2 separate regions of the Mus musculus genome follow, and region 1 is linked to region 2. Evidence: chromatin contacts called from public Micro-C data. All regions are on one chromosome and are shown on one strand. The core of a region is the stretch at or near the end of the contact, and the rest is flanking DNA. Distances in the headings are between cores, read along the strand shown.

The links. Hi-C and Micro-C count contacts between places; a contact is called where the count stands out from the background.
Region 1: a Micro-C map of muscle stem cells shows a contact between it and region 2, with 4 times the contacts expected there. The contact joins two enhancer-like sites. A contact is called at or near these places in 3 of 484 Hi-C or Micro-C datasets (muscle stem cells, myocytes and nephron progenitors) and 2 of 9 other capture datasets (adipose tissue and liver).

What each region holds. Positions count from the first base shown.
Region 1 is chr9:112,206,536-112,209,702 of GRCm38.p6, forward strand. The region is part of intron 1 of Arpp21 (cyclic AMP-regulated phosphoprotein, 21); the gene reads right to left. Among named protein-coding and RNA genes, the nearest start is that of 2310075C17Rik, 19 kb to the right of the region's middle. Within about 2 kb of position 1,451, at least 84 of the 459 cell types and tissues checked have an H3K27ac peak or open chromatin away from gene starts, as enhancers often do. A contact at or near this core is called in muscle stem cells and myocytes, where this site is marked.
Region 2 is chr9:112,022,619-112,025,869 of GRCm38.p6, forward strand. No RefSeq gene overlaps it. Among named protein-coding and RNA genes, the nearest start is that of Gm39430, 46 kb to the left of the region's middle. Within about 2 kb of position 1,278, at least 19 of the 459 cell types and tissues checked have an H3K27ac peak or open chromatin away from gene starts, as enhancers often do. A contact at or near this core is called in muscle stem cells and myocytes, where this site is marked.

The sequences.
Region 1 (3,167 bases), core at 201-2,700, 180 kb after region 2:
TGTGGAGAAAGAGGAACACTCCTCCATTGTTGGTGGGATTGCAGGCTTGTACAACCACTCTGGAAATCAGTCTGGCGGTTCCTCAGAAAATTGGACATAGTACTACCGGAGGATCCAGCAATACCTCTCCTGGGCATATATCCAGAAGAAGCCCCAACTGGTAAGAAGGACACATGCTCCACTATGTTCATAGCAGCCTTATTTATAATAGCCAGAAACTGGAAAGAACCCAGATGCCCCTCAACAGAGGAATGGATACAGAAAATGTGGTACATCTACACAATGGAGTACTACTCAGCTATTAAAAAGAATGAATTTATGAAATTCCTAGCCAAATGGATGGACCTGGAGAGCATCATCCTGAGTGAGGTAACACAATCACAAAGGAACTCACACAATATGTACTCACTGATAAGTGGATACTAGCCCAAAACCTAGGATACCCACGATATAAGATACAATTTCCTAAACACATGAAACTCAAGAAAAATGAAGACTGAAGTGTGGACACTATGCCCCTCCTTAGAAGTGGGAACAAAACACCCATGGAAGGAGTTACAGAAACAAAGTATGGAGCTGAGATGAAAGGATGGACCATGTAGAGACTGCCATATCCAGGGATCCACCCCATAATCAGCTTCCAAATGCTGACACCATTGCATACACTAGCAAGATTTTACTGAAAGGACCCAGATGTAGCTGTCTCTTGTGAGACTATGCCGGGGCCTAGCAAACACAGAAGTGGATGCTCACAGTCAGCTAATGGATGGATCACAGGGCTCCCAATGGAGGAGCTAGAGAAAGTACCCAAGGAGCTAAAGGGATCTTCAACCCTATAGGTGGAACAACATTATGAACTAACCAGTACCCCTGAGCTCTTGACTCTAGCTGCATATGTATCAAAAGATGGCCTAGTTGGCCATCACTGGAAAGAGAGGCCCATTGGACACGCAGACTTTGTGTGCCCCGGTACAGGGGAACGCCAGGGCCAAAGGGGGGGAGTGGGTGGGTAGGGGAGTGGGGGTGGGTGGGTAAGGGGGACTTTTGGTATAGCATTGGAAATGTAAATGAGCTAAATACCTAATTAAAAAAAAAATAAATAAAAAAAAATTAAAAAAAAAAAAAAAAAAAAGATTGGCCTCTGTTTCTTGCTGTTGTAAACTTCTCAGGAATTTGAATTTTGAGAAGTGTCACTTCAGTTATGCTACACACACACACACACACTCACACACAAACACACACACAAGGACGGGGAGCACAGCAGCTGGGTTAAGTCACTTAAGTCAGAGTATTCACTCCTCTGCTGCCCCTCCCTAAATGCCAGCTCAGGCCACACAGAGGCCTGGAGATGCTTCGCTCAAAGAACAGAGCAGCAGCTGCAGGGAGCTGGCTGCTGTATCAGCTATACTCCTGGCCCCCTGCCTCCTGCAGGCACTCACTGGGGCACATGACCAAGGAAGCAGCTGGCTACCACCTTAAAGAGGAAATGCTGTAGCCTCGCCCCCACCCCATGCCACCTGCTCCAGAGCCAACCAACCAGCAGCAGCCTGCTCCCTTTGCAGAGGCACAGCAGCTGCCAGTTCACTCAGAGGCATGCCTGGGCCTTTCCCGATGAGGACAGAGCTGGGCACGGGAGGTCATCTTCAACACTTCCGGCAATCATCTGTGGATTTGAATTGTGGGGCATCAGAACTGTGTGCTCAAGTGGCAGGGTTTATGTCAGATTCCAAACGTACTTCAGCATTCCCTGCAGGCTTTCTGTAACATACTCCTATTCCAAGCAGAGGTTTTCATTTTGGTTTTATGCTGGGATGAAAATCTGCCAGAAACATGAGGTGGGGGGCAGGGGGTTGTTCAAGTCACTTTTAGACTAACTGACTTCTGAAAGGAGGCCCCTCTACTAGACAGCATCACACACACACACACACACACACACACACACACACACACACACACACACACAAACACACACACACACCAAGGGAAAACATAGTTCAGCTGGTAAAATGTATGACTCCAAATGGTGGGGACCCACATTCATCCCTAGTATTCATATTAAAAAGGTAGGCATGGCAACACATGCTTGTAATATCACTGCTGCATAGGTAAAGACTTGAAGATGCTTCAGACTCCATAACCAGGAAGTCTCCTCTAGTCACGGAGTTCTGGGTAAGTGAGAATCACTGTCCTAAGAAAAAGGCTGACAGTTTCCTAGGAAGGATCTGCAAGGTTGTCTGTGGCCTTCACTCACACAATACACGTATGTGCATATGCTACTGCGTGCACAGACAACACAGATGGACGAAATGAAACAAGCACGTTGGATGTTCTGTGCCTTCGAGTAGCCTAGGACGCAGAGCATGATATTTTGAGGCCACAGGACTCCGAGGGAGCCTTGAGTGTCAGTGTCAGATCCGGGTCCTTGGGTTTCTGTAGAATCCGAACCTTGGAAACAAAAGTGGACAGCTCGCCCTGCCCAAGGCTGCACAGTGGACTCCCCACTTCTCAGAAATATGGCCCCGATACCTTTACTCTTAGTCAGTTAAGGCGACTAAAAAACAGGCCTGATTTCAGCCACTGGCAACTCTCTCCATGCGCTGAAACCACAACCCTCCCTCCTGGTCCACCCAGCAACGCGAGTGGCTATGCTTGGCGCTGTTGATGATAGGTCTAGAATGGAAAAAGGCAAAATACTGACACTCTTCTATGCACATGGAGGCTCAAAACACGGGATCCTGTTTTGTGCAAGTGCTGACACATTTTTCATAATAAAAATGATGATATCTAAAATTTCATCTTTGGGAGTAAATTATAGTTACACACACACACACACACACACACACACACTGGCCTGCTCACTTGCAGGTCAGGTGGGAGACGCTGATCCGGAAGTGAGTGAGTATGCCCAGGGGCAGTGTGAGGTGCTTACAAACCTCTCACAGACAGGTACGCTGGTAACTTGCTGGACTCCAGTCAAGGCTTTTCTCCCCGGTCATGATGTAAAGGAAGCGCTCTTTAGCACTGGGTTGAGATACCCTTGTGCTCAGCCTTCACAGAATAGTACCTGGTGTGGAATTCAGGTTATAGACACACATCTCCCTTGTAGAACAAGTGGTCCTAGAGGTGTGCTCATGTACTGGTGTATGTTCTTGTGTGTGTGTGTGTGT
Region 2 (3,251 bases), core at 28-2,527:
GAGTCATTTAGTATCATTTCATACAAAATCACGGTTGTTTTGTTTGGACAAGGTTAACGCTAGAACCATTCACCCAACAGATTCCATTGCCTGTCAAACAGCAGCCCATGGTCAGTAACTCTGGTTTTACAGCCAGCAAAGATCTTCCAGAGTGGCTGCTGAGTATCGCCGCTGCAGTTATTGTCTTTGTGATTGCTTTTATAGAATTGTCAATACCTTATATTTTCAAAGAAGCCCCTGTAATCCCTAGCTCCAAAGGAGAGGCTGATGCTCTAGGTGAGCGTTGCTCAAATTCGACCAGTTTAGCTTAAAACACAAGAGCACAAGTTAAATAAGAAACAGACAAACAATCAAATAAAAATGAGGTGAGTTAAACGTTAGTGGGTGATATGTTGTTGTTGCAGTGGCAGATACAGTTAATTTTACATTTCTTAGTGCAGTCTCCTTGTCTGGTATGTCCATTTTGAGTGTTTTCTTAAAAGCAGAAGTGATCACTTGGTACACTAAGTGTACTTTGCTGTACAGATCATCGCAAACAAATTAGTCCTCACTCGCCAGGCTTTGTTGGTGTTCTTTCGCTGAATATGTGGATTGGGCTGAAGGTCTTGGACTTCACGCATTTTTATTAATTTGTAACACTAAAATAAATAGATAAATATATAATTAACTAGAGTGACCACATAGGGGGTTAGTGTGCCCTCAAAATCCAGTGATTGTCAAACAGAAAGCCCAATGCAAGGTATGCTGTACTCCTTTTGGTTCGTTGGCCTGGGGGTTAACCCTTTCAAACATTACAGGTGATTGCCATTGCTCTTGGTTCCTGTCCAGACTTGATGGATAATGGCCAAGTGAAAATGCTAATGCAGTTAAATTTGGAAGCTGAGACAGACACAGAAAGGGTGACAGAGTCAGTGCACCCAATAGATCTGAAAACAGAGGATTGAGAGGGATGGGGCCGAAAGAAACACGAGACTCATGCCAGTGAGCACAAGAGCTCCTCAGATGTTGCTCACCACATTCCAGGGCTGACTCAGACCATGCCGGCATTGAATTCTCATGACCTCACACTCGGAGCTATAAAAGGTCTGCAACTGTTGTAAATAAAGAAAACAGGTGGAATGAGATCGCTGCACCAAATGTGGCATTACACGTGCCTCGTAGGAAAACATCTGAACAGGTGCCATTGGGGCTGATTTCACAGACATCAGTCAGCTGAGATTCCTAAGCCCTTGAGTCCAGTGTGACAGACAGACCAAAGCCTATACCTATCAGACTGTCTGGCACTGGAAGCTTGATACCATGACTTCACCCTAGCTGGCAGGTCTCTGGGGGTTGCGTGTGGTTCTGCTATTGGGCAACTCATTTGTATCCCTTCTGTTGTGAGTGCTTTACCAAAATGAGCTGGTTAACCTTCATGAAGGTAGCACAAGATATGAAACAATTGCAACCACTTCCTGTCACCTCTAGAGAACGTAATACTTCAGCACTGAAAAGCATGGTGACTCTGACACAACCAAAATGTGACTGATTTTGATAAGGCTTTATATATGTTTGTCTATGAATTCATATCATTGAGCAATTTTATATGTTAGAGAGCAAGTTAAAGTCTGAGCTTTGAAGAATCAATCACACAAAACTTGACACCACGAGACACTCACACACTCTACAGGAAATAAATACACTCAAAAATGGAATAAAAAAAAGATACATAAAAGACACAGTAGCTAACATAGGGACTTGAAAGACAGACTTTGAGTTGTATTCTTTGCATTTGGTTTTAAGCAGGATTATGAATTTTCTCAATGGTGGCTCTGTGTGTTCCTGTGAGATAGGAAGGGAAAAGGATCCTTAAGTGTCGAGAATGGTTGAAATTATCACGTGAATTTTATCTTTGTTCTACATATTGTGTCACGGTTATTGAATCTCCTCTTCATGTATCGTGTTTATTGATTAGAATTTATTGAGCCATCCTTGCATGCCTAGAATGATCAACTTGATCAACATGATCACAGAGTGAACTCTTTAGTGTTATGAATTTATGGTTTCTTTTGCAGTTATAGCTTTCTCTTCTTGCTCTTTTTCTAATGTTTTCGTGTCGGCGTCATACTCACTTTGTAGACAAGCAGGGGAGCATTCTTTCTCTTTCTATGTCACAGAATTGTTTGAGGCACACGGATGTTAGTTTGTCTCTTGAGGTTTGGTCTTGGGCTTGTCCTCTGTTCTGGCTTTATTATCGCTTTAGGACACCAATCTGCCTTTCGTCTGAGCTCTCCTTTGAACTTTGATAGAATACATGTATCTATAAGTTTTCCATTTCCCCCAAATCATTGGAATTTTCAAGATCATCCTTAATGATATTGGAGATTTTGGTGATATCTGTTTTTTATGCCTGTCATTTGTCTCTGGTAATACAATTATGAGTTTAGATTTCTTTTCTCTTCTTTTTTTGTTAGTCTGGATAAGAGGTTGTCTATCTTGAACATTCTTTAGTCCCCCAAACAAGTGTGTGTGTGTGTGTGTGTGTGTGTGTGTGTCTGTTTATTTATCAATCTCATATTTTTGAGACAGGGTCTCTCTCTCATTCAACTTGTAACTCCTTGATTGAGACAGACTGTCTGGCTAGTGAGCTCCTGTGACAACCTCCACCCCAGCCTGCATATCAGTACTAGAATTACAAGCATGTACTGGTAAACCCAATGTTTTACAGAGGTTTTAGAAATCTGTACTTAAGGCCTCTTGCTTTTACATCAAGGAGTTTAACCATTGAAATGTCTCTCCATCCTTAGTCCAGAATCTTATGAAAAAATATAGGGAATAATTTGACAACTGCCTTTCCCACCACTCATTTGTTTCAGTCCATTATAACCTAGCCCAAGCATCCCCGTGTCTACCTCTATTCCCCAAGACCCATACATATCTTGTTGGCCATGTATTAAACAACATCAAATTTGGAGCATCAAAGAAAAGTGGTATGTTATTTGCCAACCATGGAGCAGTAGTTGGGGCAGGGATCAACAATGTTCTTTTCCCGTTTACAAAGCTAAGTGGGTTCAGGGAAGTGCCTAGATCTAGCCAAAAGCTCAGACTGGACCAGATGGGCTATGTCCTTCAGGTCTCCTGTTCTAATTCTGGCTCAGGTTGTCTTTCTCAGACAAAAGAGACAATTTCCAAAGAGGGAGCAGAAACAGCCTGAGTTCCTAGGGCCTGGATCAGATGTTCTGGAATGCCTAGTCTACCTAATGATCAAAGAA